7 separate regions of the Mus musculus genome follow, and regions 2, 3, 4, 5, 6 and 7 are each linked to region 1. A link is a contact called in public promoter capture Hi-C and targeted proximity ligation data. All regions are on one chromosome and are shown on one strand. The core of a region is the stretch at or near the end of the contact, and the rest is flanking DNA. Distances in the headings are between cores, read along the strand shown.

Region 1 (3,293 bases), core at 487-2,986:
CACACTCACCCCCCCATAGCATACTCACCCCCCCATAGCACACTCATCCCACCCCCCCATAGCACACTCACACCCCCATAGCACACTCACCAAATGGCACACTCACAATACCCCCCCCACCACACAAAAAAGGAGAAACTCCAGATCAAAGAAGAAGCCTGGCCCAGAGCCTGCAGGCAGGCTGGGATTTGCTTGTCTCTGGCAATGATCTCTGAACCTTCCCACCTTGCCTTCTCTGGATCCCACTTGACTGAGATCCCTCAATATACACACGGCTCTTTCTTCCTGTGAGATCCCACTGTTTTCTCCCCGCCTAACCCCACATAGGTGTCTAGCTCACAGGCTTCCAAATCAAAGTTTTCAAGTGGGATCCAAGGCTTTCAAGTTCCCATGATTTTCTGTTGGCTCTAGTGCTGTTGGGGATGGGCCCTACTGGCTTGTGCACGCTAAGCAAGTGCTTCTACCACTAAGCTATGAATTTAGCCTCATCGATAAATATTTTGTCTTTTTTTTTTTTTCTTTTAAGACAGCGTCTGTTGTCGAGGCTGGCCTCAAATCGATGGGTTCAAGTGATCCTCCAACCTTTCCAAACAGTTGAGACCACAACTGTGTGCTAAACAACTCCTCCGGTGCCTTTTAGACTTCTCCAATGGCCCTTAGATCCTCCTGCCACTTGGGTGACCTGATATTAGTTACCTAACAATCATAGTCCCCAAATCTCTGACATCACCCACTAGACACCAGCAGACACAGCCAAGGGGGCTTAGGTGTGGCCAGGTATGATGGTGGGGAACAGCTACCAACTGGAAACAGGTTGGGACTCAGAACGGAACAAGAGATGGTACTGGTGGTGTCCCTGACAGGAAAGCGGAAATTTTGGGGCTTTTAATTTCCCCTAAGTTCCCACAACATTTCATTGTTGCTCAACACTGCCCCTCTTCCTTACAAAGGGTATTTCCGATTTCACTTCCTCCAAACTCATCTAGCCAGAAAGCTGCAACTTTTTACCCCATTCCGCAGCTGGCACCGCCTTGGTGAAAACTCCCCGCTAGGTCACGTCAATTGTTTCCATTGCCGTGTCCCTCTCCCATCAGTCTGAGTGGAGTCCCAGCGCACTCTTCCTCCTTCCTTACCGATATTCCTCTTCCCGGTGTCCTGTACTCCCTCGGCTTTCCCTATTCCCGCTGTCCTGTCCCTCTCCAGAGTCGCTAAAAGACCAAAGGGTGAGGCTCCCGATGCTTTTGGGAGTTCCTAGCCAGCGGAAACACTGCAGTTGGGGAGCGCAGCTGAAGTACTTGGGGGTGTCCGGAAGCCCACACGTGCTAGATGGTGCTCAGACTTAGTACATCTCGACGCCAGACTCTGGCACCCGCGACCGCCACACTTCCACGAGCCATCCCTCGAGGGGCGGAGCAAAACAGGTGCGGTTGCCAAGGCACCGCAGCCACGAGCTCGCGATATTTGAAATCAGCTAATGGGAAGCAGAAGAGGACGTGGCACGCGAATGGGGCGGGGCCTGGAGGGCTCTTCCCCCGCCTCCTCTCGGGCCAGCCTCGAGGCGGCGGCCAGCGTGCGGGAACGCCGGGCTCCGGCTTATTATAAAGGGGCGGCTCGACGAGGTTCGCGCGACCCTCGGCAGAGGGCGCTGTCGTGGTCCTCACGCCGGCCCTCGAGCCTGCGCCTGCGCGGTGCGGGCAGCGCCCCGCCCCCTGCCCCTCTGCCCTCCGCCGGCCGGCCGGCCCCTCCTCGGCCGCGCGCCCCAGTCCCGCTCAGCCACCGCTCCGTCCTGTAGCAGCCAGCCCCGTCTCCGGCATCATGTTCAGCTGGGTGAGCAAGGATGCCCGCCGCAAGAAGGAGCCGGAGCTCTTCCAGACGGTGGCCGAGGGGCTGCGGCAGCTGTACGCGCAGAAGCTGCTGCCGCTGGAGGAGCACTATCGCTTCCACGAGTTCCACTCGCCCGCGCTGGAGGACGCTGACTTCGACAACAAGCCGATGGTGCTCCTGGTCGGCCAGTACAGCACCGGCAAGACCACCTTCATCCGCCACCTGATCGAGCAGGACTTCCCGGGGATGCGCATCGGGCCGGAGCCCACCACCGACTCCTTCATCGCGGTCATGCACGGCCCCACCGAGGGCGTGGTGCCCGGCAACGCGCTCGTCGTGGACCCGCGGCGCCCCTTCCGCAAGCTCAACGCCTTCGGCAACGCCTTCCTCAACAGGTACCCACCCCTTGCCCCCCAGCGCGAGGATACCAAAGGCCTCCGGAGCCATTGCCCCCAGCCGGCCTTTGTCTCCGAGAGCCCCCGCCAGACCCTAGGCGACCACTCCCAGGGACACCGGCTTTGCTGCGTCCCACTAACTACCCGAGAGAAGTTAGAGACTAGGCATCGTCCACTCTTCTGGCTTCTGTCATTCCCAGAACCTTCCAGGTTTTCAGTTTAACTCTCACATCCTCCTGCAGACCCCAGACCTACTTCCCACAGAGCGGGGGGCTGCTGTGAGAAGATGAACCATTGCTGTCCCCCCTTTCTTGTTCCTCATTCTGGAGGCACCCAGCTCATTCTCATGAATCCCCCTCCTCCTCTGGGGTCCGTTTTTAAAGTGTGTGTCCTGGGAAACCTCGAGACTTAGATGTTCCTTTTGCTAGTGTGTCACTCTCTGCGTCACATCTCCAGGGACCAGTGGTTTTGTGTAGGAAGGGCGCGGAGGCTATGCTTTGGTCTGCTGATTTGGGGGCAGCCCCCTTTGAAGGCAGGGGATGAAGGAGTCCCAACACCCCTCCTAAAAGCAGCACTTACGTGAATGCCAAACCAGCCAGGAGTACAGGAGACAACCCTGTCTCAAACACAACAAAACAAAAAAAGCTTAAGTCAGTGTTGCCTCAGGAGACTTCAGGGACTTCAGGGGGTGGTAACACTGTGGCTCCTGAAATGACCAGACCCATAGTCTAGGATAGATTGGATAGACTTCGTGTGTCTCCTGGAGTCTCAGCTTAACCAGTTCCCGGTGAGTTAGAGTCAGCCCCTCAGGATGCTATGAATGAATCACAGTGGCCTGCCTGAGGAGCTCTTAACACCCAGGATCTTTAAGGGCATTGGGGCATCCCAGACTCCTCCCACAGGAGGTATGACAGGACTCACAGACCCTGCCCTCTCTGCTCCCTCTTTCAAGGAGTGACTCTACATGCCTTTCGACTTCTGCATTCTGCCTAGGGGAACAGCCTTGGAAAGAATGTGAATCCTGCTTTCCAGGTCTCCGCCCTGTGTGAGCACATTCCTCTGTAGACACTGTCC
Region 2 (3,293 bases), core at 290-2,789, 980 kb before region 1:
ATAAGTTAAAAAAAAAGTAATAACCAACATTCCAAGGCATAGGATATCTACGTTGTACTAGATGCAGGGAGTATATTATTCAAGTCAGGGCATTATCCTTTACCGTTTCAATAACTTTGGGAGCTATACCTGGCAGGAGAAAGCATGACCACTTCCAGCTGAGAAAGGATCAAGGAACATTTCCAGATATTCTAGTGGAATCTTGAGTGATAAGTCAAATTTGGAGGAGTAGACATTGGGGATTAAAACAGTAGCAGCACTAAATCAGAAGTGAAGAGGTCACAATTTTGTCTCCTTAGACCTCACCCTTAACTTACGGTCCCATCTGCTAGCTCAACACATGGCTATCCTGAGCAGAAAAGATCCTCGAAGCAATCTCTTACCTGTGCTGACATAGGAGGAGGAGCCGCTTTGTCCCCATCTTCTCCTCTCAAAACTGGTCGATTCAGGACAATGCCCGTCTACAAGAAAAAAGAGAGCTCTAGGTCAGACTACAAGGACGTATTCCATTACATAACCTCCTCTTCCATTTATTTACTTAACAAAATGTACCCAGTGCCCACTTGACAGAGACTGGGGCTGGAACCTGAGAAAAGCAACAGGAGTAGAAGTAATTACAATAAAGCAAAACCAAGAACTGACAAAATGGTCAAGAGCCGGCTTGCTGCGTTGAAGTACACAAAAAAGACCTAGCCCGGTGTGCTGGAGCACTCGGAAGGCAAACGCATTAGGATCTCTTAAGTTTGAGGCCAGCCAGGGCTACACTGAGAAACCCTATCGCGAAAGAACAAACAAAAAAAGTATATGAAACGAAGATCCAGCCGCGGAGTGGTGGCGCACGCCTTTAATCCCAGCATTTGGGAGAGGCAGGCGAATTTCTGAGTTCCAGGCCAGCCTGGTCTACAGAGTGAGTCCAGGACAGCCAGGGCTATACAGAGAAACCCTGTCTCAAAAAAAAAAAAAAAAACCAAAAAAAAAAAAAAAAAGAAAAGAAAAAGAAAAAAGAAAGAAGAGAAGAGAAGAGAAGAGAAGAGAAGAGAAGAGAAGAGAAACGAAGATCCATCCGTGAGTAGTCTTAAAGGCCTCCAGGAAAAGTGAGACCTAGCCTGCACTGACAACACTCACCTGACGGGTGTAGGTCTGCAGCCGCTCTACTAACTCCTCGCGACTCCCTATAGGACGAAGCACAGAATCAGGGGGTCAGCATCACCTCGAGCAGGCCAATTTGGCGAGGTCAGGTCCCACAGGCCTGTCTCCGCCCCCCGCCCCGTGGGTCTCCTGGGTAACCAAGCTCCACTTCGCCACAAGCCCACGCAGGGCCCCTCTCGACCGCCTCTGCGCCTCACCCTGGATCGGCGCTCCTATCTCTGCCAATCTGGCCTGAAGCTCCTGCGCAGCCCAGGCTCCATAGTGGCCTGGAGGTGGAGGCGGTGGCAACTGCAACTCTCCTTTGGGAGGTTCGGGATGCTCCGCCGCCATCTTAGCCACAAGAAGGCGCGAGACCAACACGGAAGCTCGGGTCAGCCGCCGGGCCTACTTCCAGAAACTTCCGGTTGCGTAATCCACGTCCCGCGGTGATTGGAGAGAACTTGGTCCAAACACACGCCCTTTCCCTTACCGGGGAATAGGAATCGCCGCCAACGGAGGTTGCAGAGCCTTCTGGGAGTTGTAGTTTGCGGATGCGCCATCTAGAGGACGAACGCTCGCTATGACATCCGGTATGCAGCAGTAGTAATACATCCGCTGCCTGGCTGCAAGAGCTTACTCTACCCAGAGCAGATGCATTCTTCTTCTCTCCTGGCCAAACACATACTAAGTCTTCTGTCCCGACACCCTTCAATGATGAGAGACCTGGGTGCTTATTTCTCCTAGGAGCTCATAGAGATTCCTTTCCGGCGCCCGAATGGGAGGTTGGTGCCGATGGCTCTGATAAAACAGTGTTTGTCTGCTCACTCCCGCCCAGGCGTGCTTGAATGGGCTGAAAGGGGATCGGAGCCGGTGGAGGAACGGACCGCCAAGCTGAGTTCCAGCTGCTGACCTGGGGGAAGGGCACTGCTAAAATAAAATCCCCTTTTGCACCTTCGAAAAAGTCTTAAATAAATGTATTCTCTGTCAAATGCTTCCTTCCCCCTTTCGAGGAATGTTCATTAATACATTTTCCACCTTTCAGGTGTTTTATTATATGTATATGTACCGCTTGCATGCCTGGTATCTGTAGAAGCCAGAAGTGTCAGATCTGGAACTGGAGTTACACTTTTGTGAATCGAACCCAGGTCCTCTGCAAAAGCAACAGTGCTCTTAACACCAATTCTCAAGCCCCAAGGTTTTTGTTGTTTAAGACAAATGTGTCCATATGTGGCCCAGGCTACCCTAGAACTTCTGATCCTTTGCAGGCTACAGATATATACTATCACACCCGATTTCATGGAGTGGAAGATCAAGAGTCATGTAGTTCAGACTGTCTTGGGACAAAATCGAGCCCAAGCCAACCTCTAGCTCTTGGCAATCCTCCTGCCTCTGCTTCTTGAAAACTGGGCTTACTGCTGCCAGCTAATCCATTGTCTTTGTTTCATTTTTAAGTCTTTCCTGTCCTTTATTCCCACCTCCATTCCCCCAAACAGGATCTGGAACTTGATCTTCTTCTATCTTGAAGTATTTAGCATCCAGGAGGCAGCTAATAAATGAGTTGGGAGGTGGGGGTATCTAACCTGGGGACTTTATATTCTTGTAGGAAAAACAAAAAAACCTCAGGACCTTTCTTGGGGCAAGACACCATGACCCTTGCCTGCCCAACATCCACCAATTTATTTTATCTCCTTCCCTCTCCTAGTTCTGCCGCTCTCAATGACAGCCTGTTTGGTTTGTGTGTGATGAATAAAGGAGAGGAACACAAATGGTCTCATTTCCCACCCACGCGCTTCAGATCTTTTCCTAGCCACCTCCGTTTCACCAGCTGTCCTCAAGGGAGGAGTAATTGGAAAGGAGGGGTGAGCAGGATGCAGGAAAGGTGGGGTCTGAGACAGACAGATAGAGTACAGCTGGTAAAAGCGGTTCTTGTTCCCTTCACCTATACCCAAATGGTGACTCTTCCCCATTGGGTTCTCATCACTACCCTACACTGGGATTGCAGACGGAACCAAAGCCGGAAAGGACAGAACTAAAGAATGAGCGGCGGTGGCTTTTCCTTGTGCTTGCCAGCTTACTCAGACAACCATTTTTAACCCAAAGGAAGTCTCTGCTCCCTGTAATCAGAGAGCCCCGGACAGGTCACCTGAGGCTGGAGGCCCCAGTAT
Region 3 (3,293 bases), core at 295-2,794, 930 kb after region 1:
GCAGGATTAAGAAGCCTAGGAGTTAGAGATCAGCTCTGGAAATATAGCAAGCCTTTATCTTGGAAGAAAAAAAAAATAGGGCTGGGCTTGAGACCCAGTGGTAAAGATATATTTGTCCTGCAGGTGTGAAGCCCTAGCAACCTCAAGAAATAAGTAAATATAAATATAAATAAATAAGTAAAATGACAAGTAAAGATCACCCCCAAAGCTCTCTTGCAGCCCCGATATTCCTTCCTCCCTGCCTTCTAAAAGCACTGTGTAGCATCTAGGGAATGCTCTGGGGAAGGGAGCTCTGGGAGAAAGCAGGATGAAGGGGTGGAGCCCTAGGAAGAATGAGTGCATCCTGTAAGCATGCACTTTACTGAGACACGCCCTTTGTCCTTCTGTGGTCCCCTGTATTGTTCATTTTCCAAATTAAAAAACAAAAAACAAAAACCAGAGGTAACTCCATCTTGTCCAAGGTCAAGTCCACATTTGTAAAATTCCAGTCTGAGCTCTTGGACATGTCACTTGCCAAAGTCCTCTCCCCTCACCTCTAGAATGGATTAATGCCATCACCTTGCTCCCATCATCAAAATATGCTGGGATCCTGCCAGCAGCAACTACTACCTAAGCACTCTCTAGAGTCATCCACGGATTCGGGACGTTCGTTCTGAGGACTCTAAGCAGCTATTGTAGGAGTTTCTAGTCTTGGATCCTTCTTAGATGTGATGGAGAACAATTTCTTTCTGCGTATCTGGGTTTCCTAGTCCTCAACCTCTAGAATATAGTGTGGAGTTAGAGTAGGGTGTGCGAGTATGACTGGCTTTTTAAAGCCAATCCTTTGGGGCCTGGTTATCCTAGGTTCTCAGCTGAGCTTCCCACCATGTCCTACAACAGGACTGTCCCTCCCACTCAACAGACTTACTCAACCCCTAGAGCTCAAGTTCTCGGGAGACAGGGAGAAGGTGTGACTGGTTTCTGTCTTTTTTTAAAGACCAAGAATCTAGGAAAACAATGCCTGGATCCGCTCAAAGGTGCTGTAAGGCCAGCACAAGCTCTAAGGCAAAGAGCCGCCAATGGCATCCCGAACGGCCCAGCAGGGACTTCGTCCTTGGAAGCCCGGCGTTCCTCAACGCCTTTCAGCAGCTCGGCCCCGGCCTAGGCCTCGGCTTGACTGCTAGGTCTCCGGCGGGCTGACTGTGGGAGCCGGCCGAGGCCACGGGACCGGCGGAGGCGGGGCGGCCCAGGCCCCGCCCCAGGCGTGCGCGAGAGGCCGAGCCCCGGCCCCGGCCGCCCCGCCCGGCCGGGGGTCGCCGCGGCCCTGCTTCCATTGTGAGGGGGAGGGGAGGAGACGCGGGGAAGGGCTCGGTCGCACGCTGCGCCTACTCCCCAGGGCCCTGACTCCCCGAGTTCCTCGGGAACGGCGGGCCGTGGATTGCCCCCGCTAGCCCGGGAAGGACATCCTTCCCTCCGTTCGTACCTTCGGAGTCGCTACCCAGTGGCTCCTGCTTCTGCTGCTGAGGTTCCTCCGCCGCCATCTTTAAACAGCGCCGCACTGGCGATCGCTTCCGGGTTATTAATTGCCCTCCTCCCGGAAGGGAGCCCCTCCTTGTGGCCCCTCCTTCGCAACGCCCCTAGCAACAGGCTCCCTTTGGCAGTCGTCAGGGCCTGGGCTGCTCCTGCTGCCCTGGAGAGCTTGGGGGGACGCCACGCGCGCTTCCACATTCCACTTTCCCAAAGGTCCTGCGGGGCTAAGGACCTCCTCGAGTCATTTCTGTTTTCTGTATACTGAAGTTTGAAACGCAGGTTGTGTAACTAAGATAAGGAACAAGATGGAATTAAAGTCACTAGAAGGTTAATCCCAGCTGCGCGTACTTTCAAGGTACAGGACGGTAGCTGCAGTGCGGAGCGCAGAGCCACCTCGAGACAGGAAGTGGTGACAACCTCCTGACGCCCTTCGGAGCCTTCGCGGCCTCTCGCCTCTCACCACTGAGCCTGTTCTCTAAAGCTGTAAAGACCTGTTTCCAGCACGGGGAGCATCTTCCCTTGATACCAAAACCAAAACCCTCGACCTAACTTTAGGCTATATGTCCTCGTATTTGAGAAAGCAGAGCCACTTAAAAGCAAGAATTTGAGTCCATAATCCGAACATGTGAAAGGTGGAGAAAGAATGGAGGATCCGGCGTTCAAGGTAATCGTGGAGTTTCAGGCAAGGCTTGGCTACAAGAGACCCTGTCTCAAACAGACCAGACCAAACCAAACAAAACCTGAGCCAAAAAGTGGCCATCTTTGCTAATTTTTGCCGAAGCTACCCATTTTCTTTGAGTTATGTCTCCATTCTGAGAAATGGACATTCCCATTTGCAGGCCCTGTGTACCCTGAAAAGCAAACACCAGAGCGTTTGCAGGAAAAGGCATTTACTTCTTGGTAGCCTGGCTATAGCCATCACTGAGCCACACAGATTCCTTTTACCCTCCAGAATATCAGTTCTCTGTCCTTACTAGTCCCAACTCCAGCTCCTGTATGGTCGGTCTACCAGTCCAGGTAACTGGAGGCCAGGGTGGAAAGCACTCTTAAAGATTTAGAAAAATCAGGCCGGGCTGTGGTGACCCATGTCTTTAATCCCAGCACTTGGGAGGCAGAGGCAGGAGGATTTCTGAGTTCGAGGCCAGCCTGGTCTACAGAGTGAGCTCCAGGACAGCCAGGGCTACACAGAGAAACCCTGTCTTGAAAAACCAAAAAAATTTTAGAAAAATCAAGTACAGACTAGGCATGGTAATTCCAGCACTAGGGAGGCATGTGGATCTCTGAGTAGAGGTCAGCCTGGTCTACACAGTGAGTTTCAGACTCACAGACTACATAGAGAAACCCTGTATCAAAATAAATAAATAAATAAAAACAAAAGGGGGGATTGCTATACAAAGAAACCCTGTTCAAAAAACAACAAAAACAGAAAAAATAAAAGGGGGGAAGGAGCCAAAAAGAAATCGTGTCCTTTGTCATCAGCTATCATTCCTTTGTTAAAATTTTTATTATTGTGTCTATAGTGTGTGGAAGGCTGTGTGTGCCAAAGTGCTTGTGTGAAAGAGCACAATTTTATAAAACCCATTCTCTCCACTTTTACATGGGTCCTGGAGATGGAACAAAGGTTGTCAGATTTGTGTGGCAAACACTTTACCCATTGAGCCATCTTGCCAGCCCACCTCCTTTATTTATATATATTTTGAAGATTTATCTGTGTATATATATGTACCACATGAAAGACTGGTCCCTGGGAAAGCTAGAAGCGGGCATCGAAGGATATAGGTGGA
Region 4 (3,293 bases), core at 472-2,971, 910 kb before region 1:
TCAGCCATTCTCGGAAGAGGTCTTCATCTTTCTTTAGCACCAGAAACTGGCCAAGGACCACATAAGCCTGCAGAATAGAAAAGGGCATGTGGCTAAGTGTCTCATGGGCTAAAGCAACAGGACTGTCCACGCTGATACCACTCCGAAGAGGCCAGATCTCTGAAGCTAGGGAGGGTTAGGTGGTAAATACTTCAGAGGGCAAGGCCATTTTTATTTTGATTAAGACAGGGTTTGTTGCCAGGCAGTGGTGGCGCACGACTTTAATCCCAGCACTTGGGAGGCAGAGACAGGCGGATTTCTGAGTTCGAGGCCAGCCTGGTCTACAGAGTGAGTTCCAGGACAGCCAGGGCTACACAGAGAAACCCTGTCTCGAAAAAAAAAAAAAAAGAAAGACAGGGTTTGTTCCTTTGTTGTCAGGGCTGGCATTAAATCCCACGGGAATCCTCTTAGCTCAACTTCCCAAGTGTTAGGGTCATAAGCACAATCCACTATGCCTAGTTTCATTTTCGTGATATTTAAAACACACAAAAGGGCAGGGGACAGTGAGCCACACCTTTAATCCTAGCACTGAGAAGCCCTGTCTCAACAAAACACAAAAATGAAGGAGGCACCATGCCTCCCCAGGTACCCCCCAAACATGTGTGGGCCTCACTCCCAATCTGCGTGGTACCACCTGTTGCCAACCTTCGCTCCTACCCCTCCCTGGCATTTGCAGCCCCCCCACACCTTGTCAAAGCCCCTTTCCTCCAGCCTCTTGCTCAGGACGTCACCAATCCCGGCCAGGCTCCCCACTGGCTTTTCCCCCATGGGCTCTGCCACGAAGTCTCGGTGCTTTTGGGAGGTTGTCATCGTGATCAGGCTTAACCTGGGAATCCCCCCCGCCAAAAAAAAAAAAAAAAAAAAAAGAAAAGTAGGTTAGGGCTGAAGACCACAAGTCCCAAGGGCAATATCCTACCACAGCTACTGTGGCTGCTCCCTTGAGTCCCCCCAACCCATCCCCGGCTATTCGGAAATTTCCACTTTCCGTGGGTCCTGGTTTTGGGTATATTGGATATATCAGCTTGCACTAGCTGGTGGCGCACCTAAGGCAACAGAGCGACTCCCAGACTCAGTAGTCAAGGTCCGCCCTGAAGCCCTCACAGCCCGCGACCCTGGCTACACAGACACTGACCCCGTTGGGAACTAACACGTGGTAGGAACAGCACGCGGCTCTCGCCAGCCTCGCCGCCCTCACTCGGGCTGCCGGCCTCTTCCACGCCTCTCAGGTCCCGCAGGCCCCGCCCTGAGGCCCCGCCCCGCTCCGAGCGCCCCGCCCCCTCCACGCGCCGCCACCCGGACACACCGCGCATCGCCCCTCCCGCAGACTCGGGCTGCCCCGCTGCAAAGGCGCGCCTCCGCGATGGATTCCCCTCCCTCCCGCCTCTGCGCGCCGCCACCGCACGCCAGCCGGAGCACCACTCCGCTTCTCACGCTCACCGGAGGCTCCGGCTCTGGTAACGGCTCCTCGCGCCACTCGGCCGCTCCCGCCCAGACCTCAAGCTACGAGACGGTTCCTCGACTTCCGCTTCCGGGTCGTTTTATGCGCGACCTTCAAAACTAATCCCCAAACTGGGCAGGTCTAGCTACCCGGAGCCATAGAGTTGACGCGCAATCGCCAGCCGCGGCGCCCACGGGGGTCGCTGTTTTCCGGTTCCTCTCAAGAAGCCATCCGGCTTTCGATGGCTTTTGTTTCTCCAGCGGCCCTTCCGGTCTGTGGGATCGAGACCTCCGAGGAGAATGCGTTTTCCTGCCCCGCACTCGGAACTTAGGCTTGCCTCACTTGATGGAGGGAAGAGTTAAAGGGACGGACGAAGAGGGGGCGGGAAATCCGGAGGACCTCTGAGCGCCCCGGAATCGCAATTCCCGGCGCGGTTTCCTCAGGTCTGTCACCTCAGACCGGCAGACGGGAGGGAGGAACAACGGAGGATTGGGGCCGAGCGTCCAGACCGGCGTTACCGTCGGGGCCACCTGCAGGTCACAGTTGTTTGCTCTTTGGTCCCTCGCTGTCGAGGCGCGTCGTGGACGAGCTACTGTCGCCGTCAACCTGGAAAGCGGAGCGTGCTGGTGTGGCGCCGAGCGGGTGAGTTCCGTGGGCAGCTCTCGTGCTGGGCGCCGCGTCGGTCGCTCCGTGCCTGGGATGTGTCGGGAGGCCGTCGTTGTGTGGCTCTCCTGCCTTGGGTGTTGAAGCCTGTGGCGGAACGCAGCTCACCTTAGATTTCGCTCAGAGAGCTTGGCGGGATGACCGATCGGCCTGGGAGGGGGAGGCGTCGCCGTCCTAACAGGACTGAGACGTAGGACTCAGGGCTTGCCCTGTGCTGGGTAGTTTCCGTGATCTCGCCGATTTACTTAGTTTTTCTTTGTTATTGAGAGGGCCGGCCCCGTGCTCCGTGGGTTGGGATTAGTGTTGAGATCGAAGGCTTGAGCCACCCTGACGTCTCAGCTGACACTATAAAACCTGTGTTTCCTGGTTTGGTTTGTTTTTTTTTTAAAGATGTCCCCCATGGGTGGTGTTGTGAGTGCCCTCGGAAGCCAGAAGAGGGCGGTGGATGCCCTTGAATTGGAGTTAAAGGTGGTTGTGAACCATCTGATGTGGGTGCTGGCTCATAGGACATCTCCCTGGCCCTTGAAGGTCCTGCTTGTTTGTTTTTGGTTTACGGTCTCCCTATGTAGACTAGGTTGGCCCAGGACTCAACAAATTTCTGCCTACCTCTCCCTCCCAAGTGCTAAGAATAAAGATATACACCAGCACCTGGCTAAGTCTGTGATTTGTCTTTCAATGATTTCATTCATGTTTTATGTGTATTAGTGTTTTTACCTGCATGTGTGTCTCAAAAGAGGGCGTTGAATCCCCTGTGGCTGGAAACCATACCTGGTTCTCTGCCAGAGCAGCAAGTCCTGCTGTCCCCTAAAGTGCATGTTTTTAACAGGGCGAGGTGGCACTTTTTCGTATAAGGCTGCTTCTCTTGAAAGCAGTCCTGGCTTCTAAGGCTGGCATCCAAATAATTCTGGAAGAAGAACTGACAGTCTGTGCACCCTAACAACCCTGGACAGAAACCAGCATGTCTCAGGCCAGCAAGAGGAAGCATGTGGTGCAGGAGGTGCTGGGGGAGCACATGGTGCCTTCTGACCACCAGCAAATAGTGAAAGTGAGTGCCGCCTGTCTCGGGCTTCCCGTCCTCCTCCCAATGCTCCCATTGCACCGCTGGGTGTGGAAAGGGAAGGCTCAGTGCAGGTCGGAGCATGCTTGATTTAAC
Region 5 (3,293 bases), core at 347-2,846, 890 kb before region 1:
GCAGGGCTGACTATTGAACTTTGAGCCGTGCAGAAACGTTTGTCTTGGCTTCATCCTTCTCTCGCACCCAGTCCTTTTCATTTCCAGCCCCCCTTTCAGGGTAACCCAGCTCATCCATGGCTGCTGAACAGGTACATGTACATAAACAAGAACATAAATAAGCAGGCATGCACCCTGGACCTGCTCTACCCATCCCACAAACAGAAGAGAACTTCAACAAACACCATACAGAGGAAGATGCATCAAATTTAGCTCCCCCAACCAGGCCCTACCAGGAGGGCATCTTCTCAAAAATCTCTGCCGTATTCAACCACTGCAGTCACTCTCTTCTTTAACCCAACAGTCCCTTTCTCTGCCTTGGCACCACTCCACTTTCTGTGGGAACTGTCAAGTCCCAAGTCTCCCTTTTTCCAACTAGCAGATTACTTTCAAGAAAATTTCTGATCTGGAGACTGGAGAGATGTCTCAGGGGATAAGAGCACTTGCTGTTCTTACAGAGGACCCAAATTTGGTTCTCAGAATCCATATGGCAACTCACAGCCATCTAATTCAGTTCCAGGGGATCCGATGCCTTCTTCTGACCTCTGCTGGCACGGGCACATGAGGGTAAAATACTCAAATGCATTAACATAAAAACAATCCTTTGTTTAAAAGATTAATGTCCTGTGGTGGATCACACTTCAGCAATGCTCTCTTTGCATAGATCCTATGGGCAGACTGTGGGTTCCTGCCACTGGCTACTATTTATGCTCCTCAACATGTTCCTCTGCCCACAACTGAACTACTGGAATTTAGCAGGTTCTATGCCTGACTCTCGTTCTCATTCCACATGTTCTAAGGCACTTCTTTGGTTTCCTGAATACACACCAGCCCAAAGTCACTCTATCTCACTTAAACTGTAAGGTTTCCCATATACACCAAACATAAAGTTCTCCCAAAACTGTGTCATTCTCCCCTGCCTCAAATCTGCTTCTCTTCTAAACTCAGTTCCAACAGATGACACCTCCATTCACCAGGCCAATCAGACCGAATTCCTATTCAATCTGTCCACTTCTCTCCGGCCCGCTGCATAGAGAAACATGCATACTATTAGCCCTCACCTGGTTGCTTGGACCTCCCTCCCGATCTCTTGATCTCTGGTCCTACGTTTGACAAGCTCTCAACCCACTGATCTTCATAAAATATCATGCAATTCAAGTCACTTGCTTACTCAAATCCTTGGCTCCCTACCATCCTCATAACAAAGCCCAAACTTCTCAACAGGGCTTACAGCGCTGGTTCAGACCCAAGCCTATCTTACTGCTTCATGTCTCCGCTATGAGCTATTGGTCGATTGTCTGTACACGCTCGTCCCACCTCATTCACCCACCCAATGCATTGCTGTGAAGTGCCAGGAAGACAGGGAAGGCAGGAAGACTCCTGTCTTCTTAAAGCTTAACGTGGAGACGTCAACGTTTAACCCCAAACACCCGGAGGACGTCTTTAACCCGAGAGGCAGATGGCCCTCGAGGTCCTCCCGTACCCTCCGTCCTGGGCATCCCAAGACCCTGCCCCGCCCCCGGGCCCCGCCCTCACCGGCCTCGTAGCCGTCATCGCGTTTCTCCCGCTTCACGCGCCGCTCCGAGGGCTCCGCTTGGCTTCGTTCGCGACCGTGCGCGCCGCTGCGGGCCTCGGCTTCCGCCCCACGCCGCCCGCTCCCGCGCTCACTCCCACGCTCCCGGCTCCGCTTCCGTCGTTCGCCGCCGCTGCTGCCGCCGCCGCTGCTCCGGTGCTTGTGTTTCTTATGCTCGCGATGCCGTGGCGGCTGCTCGGTCGTGCCCCCAGTCCCGGCCGCAGCCGTCGTCCCGGCCGCCTCCTTCTCGCCACGGTGCTTCTTTGACGACCCCATGATTATTGCGTCCGCCTGGAGCCGGGCCGCTACCCTAGCCCAGACGACGCGAAATGGGAACGCTTCCGGGTCGCGCGACCGCCCCGTTCCTGTTGCCGGAAACTAAGAGGGGCTGTTTCCGGGGCCTGCCTGGGAACCTCCAAAGGCTCACGGGAGGGACTGATTGAGGGTGCGCGGTCCCGCCTGCCAGCTACTGGTCTCTGCGCACGCGCACCTGTAGAGACTGCGCCGTCCACCCTCTCGCGCCATCTAAGATGGTAGTCGTAGAGCCGTAAGAACTTTAGCATGGTACTGGGTCATCATCTCCGGAGCTAGAAGTTTCCCCTGCCTCCTTCCCCTTCCACTCTGATCGCTTCGTGGTGCTCTGTGCCTCAAGTCTCTCTGTGGGCAGCCCCCTCTCCAGTGACTGTCCAAGCAAGCTCCCTAGTGCCGGGGCTCCATCCAGAGTTGGAAAATACTCTTTCTTTTAGCGAACGCTACCGTCATCCTATGTCCCCTAGACTGATGGATTGGACCGTTTTATTATTATTTTTTAGACAGGGGTTTTCTCTGTCCTGGAACTCACTCTGTAGACCAGGCTGGCCTCGAACTCAGAAATCCGCCTGCCTCTGCCTCCCAGGTGCTGGGATTAAAGGCGTGCGCCACCACCGCCCAGCTGGATTGGACCTTTTTAACTAGGCTTTGGAGTGCTCTTTGAATTTGTGCCTATAAACCTGGTGATACTGAGTGATGGTTTGTTTCTAGTTTTCTTTTTTTGTAAAGGTAGGTCTAGTACTTGTTACTTACCCCTGGCTGTCTTCAAACCCACCACAGTCCCTCTGTCAGCCTCTCGTGTGCATGGCCACTCCAGGCTTGAGTGCAAATTCGGCACATTTGTGCATGTATATGCTTTCCCTCCTTTTTTTGTTTTTCCCGTTCTGTCTAGCCTGTTAACTATGTAGCCCAGGCTGGGATTACATGCTTTTCTCGACTTTTCCTGGGTTTCTGTTTGTTTGATTGTTTGTTTAGTTTGGTTGCTTTGTTTTGGGTTGAGTAAAGGGTTAAGGGTTTAAGTTAAGGGTTCACACACTCCCATCTGATAGTCGTTGCTCCTCTCTGGACTTCCGGTGTAGCACCTCGCTGGTGTGGTTTGGTGTGGGGGATGGGCACCTTTGAAGGTCCACCCCGAGACTGAGCGCCTTCAGAGGCAGGGTCCTGTTCACTAAGATTTCTAGGTCCCCTGGCATGTTGGGGAAAGCATGGCAAAGTCTCAGCGGATTCCTTTCCGGTGCCCCACGCCTCAGTAGAGAGACGGCTTGTTGAGAATGAGGTGTAGCCTGGGTTTCCAGGGCGTGGGGGAAACAGCTCAACCTCTGCCACCCACTTCCGCTACCTATCTCCGACCCACAGCCAACTCCCCTCAGAA
Region 6 (3,293 bases), core at 445-2,944, 870 kb before region 1:
GGTTTGTTTGTTGTTTAGGGTTTTTTGTTGTTTGTTTTCAAGAGAGGGCCTTACTCTGTAGCCCTGGCTGTCCTAGAACTCACTCTGTAGACTAGGTAGGCCCTCCAACTCACAGAAATCTGCCTGCCTTTGTCTCTCAAGTGCTGGGTTTAAAGGTATGTGCCACCAAGCCTAGCTCTTGAGATGTGTTCTTGCTGTGCAACCCAGGCTGGCTTTGAGTTCTTGATCCTCTTGCCCAGGCTCCAAGTGCTGGAACTGTAAGTGTGTGCCACATTTTAATTGTTTTTAATTTTTTAAAAAATATTGACATTTTTACTTGATATGTATGGGTGTTTTACCCACAAGTATATCTGTATGTATATCACATGAATTCAGTGCCTGCTGAGGTCAGAAGAGAACACTGGATCTGGAAAGGAGTTACAGTTGTGAGCCTCCATGTGGGTGCTGGGAACCCAACCGAAATCCTCTGGAAGAGCAGCCAGTGCTCTTATCCTCTGAGCTGTCTCTCCAGCCCCAGCCTGATCCACACTCTGCCACTTTTGACCCTCATCCTTGTCAGAAGTATGAATGGATTCAAATTGGATTCTATCTATCTATCTATCTATCTATCTATCTATCTATCTATCTATCTATCTATCTAAGAAAGAGTCTAATGTAGCCCAGGCTAGCTTTGAACTTGCTATACAGACAAGGATAAACTTCAACTTCTGATCCTCCTGCCTCCACCTCCCTAGCGTGGAGATTACAGTGCTCGCCACTGTGCCTGGTTTATTTGGTGCTGGACCCTTAACTCAAGGCTTCTTGCATCCCAGGCACGCACCCTGCCTCCTGAAACGTGCTCCCGGTGCAAGGGTAGATTTCTTAGACTTTTACACTTATTTATCTATTTGTGGATAGGCTGGGGTGTGTGGTCTGGGATGCATGTGACCACTGGGAGGATAACTTATAGTCAGTTCTCCCCTTCTGCCGTGTGAGTCTCAGCTGTCAAGCTTAGGTTGACGTTATGTTTCGTGGCTCCTTTACCCGCTGAGGTGTCTTGCCAGCCTCTAGGGTAAATTTTGAGAGAGTGAGTTGGTAATGACATCAGTTTGGAAACAGCTGGTATCCTGCTGAGATCTCAAACCTGAAGCTACTAAACTGTCTTCTTTCCCTCTTCCTGTCCTCCTCCTCTTCCTCCTCCTCCTCCTCCTCCTCCTTTTTTATGTTTGTTTTTTTTTTCAAGACATGATTTCACTGTGTAACTCTTATTCGCGTTCTCACGACCGGCCAGGAAAGAACACAACAAACCAGAATCTTCTGCGGCAAAACTTTATTGCTTACATCTTCAGGAGCCAGGAGCGCAAACCCCCAGCCCCAAAAGCGAAAGCCACCCCAATCTTACATCTTTAGGAGCCAGAGCTCCGGCGCGCCAAAGCGCAGAGCGCGCTCTATTGTTTACATCTTTAGGAGCCAGAGCGCCGGGCGCGCAGAGCAAGAGAGAATGGCCGAAACCCCGTCCCCTTTAAGGAGGAGTTATCCTTCGCTTAGGACGCATCACTCCCTGATTGGCTGCAGCCCATGGCCGAGCTGACGTTCACGGGAAAGGCAGAGTACAAGTAGTCGTAAAATACCCTTGGCACATGCGCAGATTATTTGTTTACCACTTAGAACACAGGATGTCAGCGCCATCTTGTGACGGCGAATGTGGGGGCGGCTCCCAACATGTAACCTTGACTGGACTGGAACTCACTCTGTAGACCAGGCTGGCTTCAAACTCAAAGATCCACCTGCCCCTGCTGGGTGCTGGGACTAAAGGCCTGCACCACACGCCTGACTGGTGAATTGTCTTCTAATTCTAAATCTGGTACTAAGTGCTCTAAGAAAGCTCAAGAGGCTCACTGGTGTTGTGGTGGCCCAGGGCGTCAGTAGTGCCGTGACCTCCAGCAAGCGTATGGCCTGGCAGTGGAGACTGACTAACCCTAAGGTAAAAAAACGGATCCTGTGAGGGGAGCCCCCATAGAATGGGTCTGCGTGTGCCAGAGGGAAGAAAATCAGAGCCATCGAAACATAGGGGCTACCATTTGCTGAAGTTGGGGTCGATCTGGAAAGGTGTCCCAGAAAACACAGGCAGCACCCACAGATAAGAACAGCTTTTGTAGTTTAAACTCTTTAAATGTGTAAGGATGTTTTGCTTGCGTGTATGTCCGTGCCCCACATGCCCAGAGAGTCCAGAAGAGGGCGCTGGTCACTGAAACTGAAGTTACAGATCGTTATGAGCCGCTATGTGGGACCTGGAAGCTGAACCCTCTGTGGTACACTCTCCCATCTGTGGTACACTCTCCCATCTGTGGTACACTCTCCCATCTGTGGTACACTCTCCCATCTGTGGTACACTCTCCCATCTGTGGTACACTCTCCCATCTGCTGAGCATCTCTTCCTGCTGGAGTAGCTTTATCTTGCTGGAGTAGCTTTATCCAGCACCTGGAGGAGCCAGTCATGCCCACTCCTCCTTTACCACCGTTCTCCTCCCATCCCTTTACAATAGGAGAGCAGGAGTTTGGAGTAGAGGGTGAGGATAGGAAGGACGCTTCCCTCTGTGCTCGATGGTAGGGGCTCCACTGGCCAGGAGAGCAGCAACTGTGTTGTTCTAAATCAAGTTCAGAGAGGCGAACACAAAGTAAGAGTGAGTCAAGCTCAGAGATCTGACGGTGACGTAAAACCAGTCACTTTATTTTAAATCACTCATTCATTTGTTCTATTTATTTTTATTGTTATTGTGTGTGCATGATAGGAAGGGGGTGGCTACTGCCACAGCATGTATGTGGGGTCAGAAGTCAACTTTGTTCTCTCTTGCCACTTTCATGTGGGTTCTGGGAATTGAACTCATGTCATCCGGCTTGCACAGAGAGCACTTTCCCCATTGAGTCACCTCACTATCCCCTATTTTATGTTTTAGGGGGGTCACCTCCACTATCTTACTCTGCAGCTCAGGCTAGCCTCAAATTTTCTTAAAGGTGTGTGCCTTCATGCCAGGCTAGCAGAGATTTCTTTAGTGACTTTAGAAGACTCCAACACTGGCTGCTAATGGGAAGTCAGATGGGGGTGGGTCCAGAGAAGACACTCGTCAGGGAGACTGTCACACACTTGAGCTGAGGGGTGCTGAGAGAGAAGAGCAGAAGTCAGGATGCCTTGGGGTCAGGAGAGGTCACGGAGACCAGGCTAAAGTGACCAGCACAGAGATTGTGACTTTTGAGGTGGCGCACACCTTTAATCCTAGCACGTGAGAGCAGAGGCAGGCAGATCTCTGTTGTGA
Region 7 (3,293 bases), core at 490-2,989, 850 kb before region 1:
TCAGCCGCCACCATCAAGTGGCCAGGGAAGCAAACCTAACTGGCTATGGGGAGTTTGGCGTGCCCCTTTCTGGTGCTCCTGGGGTGCTCACCTCTGAAAGTGGGCAGGAGGGTGACTGGCTTGGGGTGGAAGCTGTGGTGTCTCTTCTTCCCCATCAGTATCTGTATCCTCAGACTCATCCTGAGAGCACGGAAGGGGTCAGGGTTAATGAGAGGGCCCGGGCCCATCTCTGGGGAGCCCAGACCCTGGGAGAGGAATGGAGATGGAGGAACAAGAGGCAGCAGACAAGGCTGAGGCCATCACCCATCAGCCTCACTCACCTCCTGCTCAGAGTCTGTCCCGGACAGCTTCTTGTCTTTGCCTTTGCTTCCCGTGCCTCCGTTCTTCCTGCCGCTGCTGCCCGGTTTCCGGCCCCTTCGGGAAGGTACAGTCCATCTGCACGAGGACTCTCTCCTCCTGGTTCATCCCCCAGCCACCCCCAACCTTGTGGCCTTGGCCTTCCCCACCTGTATACCGGGTCTTGGCTACCCACCTTCGAGGACCCTTGTCCCCATCCACGTGGTTGTCCTCCCCATCCCCCTGCATGTCAGGCACTGATGCCACCAAGTCTTTCAAGAAGTCAAACTGCTGCTCGAGTTCAATGCACTGCTTCCTAAAGAAGTGGGAAAGGAAGGGGTTCAAATGGGGCCCCCAAAACACTTAGGGAAGGATACAAACAACTTCTTCGTGTCAGTACAGTGGAACGTTAAAAACACCCCTACTTCCACCAGGCCTCCTGGGAGGGCCGGTGGCTCGGATCTGGTTGTATTCCCTGCACCTGAAACACCTAATCTCTCCTGCATCAGTCCAAATCCACAAAGCTGGCCTCCCTGGGCCTTGCACCACTCCCCCTGTCGGAACTCTGCCTCCTCAAAAGCCCCTCCCAGCTCGGCGGCCACTCACAGGTGGGACGTGGTCATGGTTTTGGCATTTCGAGACTGGGTCACCTGGCAAGCCTTCTTCAACAGGGACTCCAGGAAGAGCTCAAGGGCCCGGGCTGAAGACGTCAAGGAGAATCCAAAAAGGGGAGTGCCGCAGTCCCGCCCCACGCCCCTCAGCCCAACCGGCCCCTAGTAGGATACAGATGATGACAGGCACAGCTGCCGCCACCTTCCCAATCTCTTCGTCCGTCTGCATGATCTTTTTGATCCGCGCCTGCCGAAAGGAAGAGGACAGAGCTCGTCTCTTGCGTCCCTAACACGGGGGACAGAGGGAACCGGGGGTATCCCGGGAGAAGGAGAAGAGGGCGGGGGGCGCTAAGTCAGGAGGGCATGGAAGGGGCGGGGCGTCAGGCCGTGAACACCTAAAGGCACCCGCCCCCCCCACCAGCAGGACCTGGGCCCAAGCCTCCCGGGAGCCCTGCCTGCCGGGGCCCATCCGGGCCACGTGCTCACCGGCGGAAACCGCGCGTTATACTTCTTCTTCTTGCTTGGCATCTCGGGGCCTCTCGTTGCGCCGGGCCCAGCGCCGCCGCCCGCAGCCTCCCGGCCCCGGGCCTGTCCGCCGCCGGCCCGCCGCGGTCCCCCCCCCCACCCTCCCCGGGTCCTGGTGCCGTTTACTCCGCCTACACCACTTCCCGCAGGGTCCTAGTGCCGCCCGTAGACAAGCAGCTCCCCAAACTCGAGCGCTGGGCTTCGGATCCTCTGGGGCGGTGCGCGTCCTTCCCCGGGCTCGCCCGCCACGCCCACCCGCCCCCCAAGCTAAAGTACGAACGTTAGCTCCGCCTCCCGAAGACCTGCACCTCCCGGGATTCTCGCGCCGGCTCCGCCCCTGGACGCTGCCCGCCCCTTCCCCTGGAGCCCCCGCCCCTAGCCTTCTGGTTCCGCCTCTGGCCCCGCCCCGTGACTGTGTTTGTCTATAAAGTTGTTGTTGAGGTGGCGGGACCCTAAGATGGCGGCGGCGGCGGCGGCCGTGGCAGGGGCGGGGCGCGGCGGGGGTGGCGGCGGCGGCGGCGGCGGCGCAGCAGATCCCGGGCAGGAACGGAGCCGGGCCCGAAGTTGGGTTGGCGCGGAACGGAGTGAAGGCCGGAGGTGACTGCGGGGTGGCGAGAGGGACGGCAACCCTTAAGCTGTGGGCACTAATGGCGGCGGATGTGGTAGGGCTGGAGCCTGGTCCTCGCGCAGGCCTGGTCCTATCTGGTTCGAGTCTGGATGGTACCCATTGACCCCCTGATGGGCCGCTGCCCTCTCTGGGGCTCAGAGCCTCGGTGTTTCACGGTGCCCCCAATCGTTCACCGGGGGAGGCCTGGCCCTCTACAGCCATCCTCTGAGGTTGGCGACCCTGCGTTTTGCCTACGTCCATTATATTGCAGCGCCGCGCTACCTTGCAGGACTCTAGTCCGGTGGTGTAGCCGAGCCCCGTGCCAGTTCACACTTAAGCTCTGGCGCTCTTTACGGGCATGACCTTGGGCAAGCCCCTTTTCTTAAGAGTTTCAATTTCCTTGTTTGTAAGCAGTGAAAGTAGTACTAACTATAGCTACTCCACCTCAGGCGTCTTATTCTGGAGACAAATCTAGACAGGATCAGTTGTTACCCATTGTGAAGATGAAGCAACTGAGGCACAGACATTATGTCTTGCCCAGGGCCACAGTTTACTGCAGTGCCTGGCACCCTCCAGGACCCAGCACTTTTTATTTACTGTCTCAAACCTCTGACTCAGTTCCCTCACAACAGGATGGAACCAAATGAGGAGCTGGAAGAGGAAGACTCTCCAGGTGGCCGGGAGGATGGCTTCACTGCTGAGCACCTGGCTGCAGAGGCCATGGCAGCCGATATGGACCCCTGGCTGGTATTTGATGCCCGTACCACACCTGCCACAGAGCTGGATGCCTGGTTGGCCAAGTACCCACCATCTCAAGTTACTCGCTATGGGGACCCAGGTTCACCCAACTCTGAACCTGTGGGCTGGATTGCAGCCTATGGGCAGGGTTACACCCCCAACTCAGGGGATGTACAAGGGCTGCAGGCGGCCTGGGAGGCTCTGCAGACCAGTGGGCGACCCATCACACCAGGTACCCTGCGCCAGCTGGCCATCACCCACCATGTGCTCTCCGGCAAGTGGCTGATTCACCTGTCACCTGGCTTCAAGCTGGACCACGCCTGGGCTGGCATTGCCCGGGCTGTAGTTGAGGGCCGTCTCCAGGTGGCCAAGGTGAGCCCACGGGCCAAAGAGGGTGGGCGCCAGGTCATCTGTGTTTACACGGACGACTTCACGGACCGCTTGGGTGTGCTGGAAGCAGATTCTGCCATTCGTGC

Evidence for each region. Promoter capture Hi-C pulls out the DNA fragments that hold promoters and counts their contacts. Capture Hi-C pulls out chosen DNA fragments and counts their contacts.
Region 2: a targeted proximity ligation map of pancreatic cancer cells shows a contact between it and region 1. A contact is called at or near these places in 3 of 130 datasets of targeted methods (bone marrow-derived dendritic cells, bone marrow-derived macrophages and pancreatic cancer cells).
Region 3: a targeted proximity ligation map of pancreatic cancer cells shows a contact between it and region 1.
Region 4: a contact with region 1 is called in a promoter capture Hi-C map of pancreatic islet. A contact is called at or near these places in 1 of 39 promoter capture datasets (pre-B cells), 3 of 130 datasets of targeted methods (bone marrow-derived dendritic cells, embryonic stem cells and pancreatic cancer cells) and 2 of 9 other capture datasets (adipose tissue and pancreatic islet).
Region 5: a promoter capture Hi-C map of pre-B cells shows a contact between it and region 1, with 2.2 times the contacts expected there. A contact is called at or near these places in 2 of 39 promoter capture datasets (liver and pre-B cells), 2 of 130 datasets of targeted methods (bone marrow-derived dendritic cells and embryonic stem cells) and 1 of 9 other capture datasets (macrophages).
Region 6: a contact with region 1 is called in a targeted proximity ligation map of bone marrow-derived dendritic cells, with 3 times the contacts expected there. A contact is called at or near these places in 3 of 39 promoter capture datasets (fetal liver, liver and pre-B cells) and 3 of 130 datasets of targeted methods (bone marrow-derived dendritic cells, regulatory T cell precursor and stem cell-derived neural progenitor cells).
Region 7: a contact with region 1 is called in a targeted proximity ligation map of pancreatic cancer cells. A contact is called at or near these places in 1 of 39 promoter capture datasets (erythroid cells) and 1 of 130 datasets of targeted methods (pancreatic cancer cells).

The regions. Positions count from the first base shown.
Region 1 is chr19:6,275,160-6,278,452 of GRCm38.p6, forward strand. It overlaps Ehd1 (EH-domain containing 1), which reads left to right and starts at 1,737. Exons shown (of 5, transcript NM_010119.5): 1 at 1,737-2,219. The coding sequence starts at 1,816. Gm14963 (predicted gene 14963) reads right to left here and starts at 1,419. Exons shown (of 2, transcript NR_168273.1): 1 at 1,134-1,419.
Region 2 is chr19:5,293,916-5,297,208 of GRCm38.p6, forward strand. Sf3b2 (splicing factor 3b, subunit 2) reads right to left here and starts at 1,540. Exons shown (of 21, transcript NM_030109.2): 1 at 1,347-1,540; 2 at 1,126-1,172; 3 at 384-461. The coding sequence starts at 1,479.
Region 3 is chr19:7,204,740-7,208,032 of GRCm38.p6, forward strand. Otub1 (OTU domain, ubiquitin aldehyde binding 1) reads right to left here and starts at 1,545. Exons shown (of 7, transcript NM_134150.2): 1 at 1,463-1,545. The coding sequence starts at 1,520.
Region 4 is chr19:5,365,092-5,368,384 of GRCm38.p6, forward strand. Eif1ad (eukaryotic translation initiation factor 1A domain containing) reads left to right here and starts at 1,722. Exons shown (of 6, transcript NM_027236.2): 1 at 1,722-2,119; 2 at 2,967-3,185. The coding sequence starts at 3,099. It overlaps Banf1 (BAF nuclear assembly factor 1), which reads right to left and starts at 1,785. Exons shown (of 3, transcript NM_011793.3): 1 at 1,477-1,785; 2 at 727-865; 3 at 1-67. The coding sequence starts at 849.
Region 5 is chr19:5,386,740-5,390,032 of GRCm38.p6, forward strand. D330050I16Rik (RIKEN cDNA D330050I16 gene) reads left to right here and starts at 1,597. Exons shown (of 1, transcript NR_033224.1): 1 at 1,597-3,293. It overlaps Sart1 (squamous cell carcinoma antigen recognized by T cells 1), which reads right to left and starts at 1,964. Exons shown (of 20, transcript NM_016882.3): 1 at 1,576-1,964. The coding sequence starts at 1,888.
Region 6 is chr19:5,405,121-5,408,413 of GRCm38.p6, forward strand. 4930481A15Rik (RIKEN cDNA 4930481A15 gene) reads left to right here and starts at 1,695. Exons shown (of 4, transcript NR_027938.2): 1 at 1,695-1,963.
Region 7 is chr19:5,423,240-5,426,532 of GRCm38.p6, forward strand. Drap1 (Dr1 associated protein 1 (negative cofactor 2 alpha)) reads right to left here and starts at 1,740. Exons shown (of 7, transcript NM_024176.2): 1 at 1,434-1,740; 2 at 1,122-1,194; 3 at 943-1,036; 4 at 533-652; 5 at 321-414; 6 at 92-180. The coding sequence starts at 1,475. It overlaps AI837181 (expressed sequence AI837181), which reads left to right and starts at 1,905. Exons shown (of 2, transcript NM_134149.2): 1 at 1,905-2,069; 2 at 2,712-3,293. The coding sequence starts at 1,930.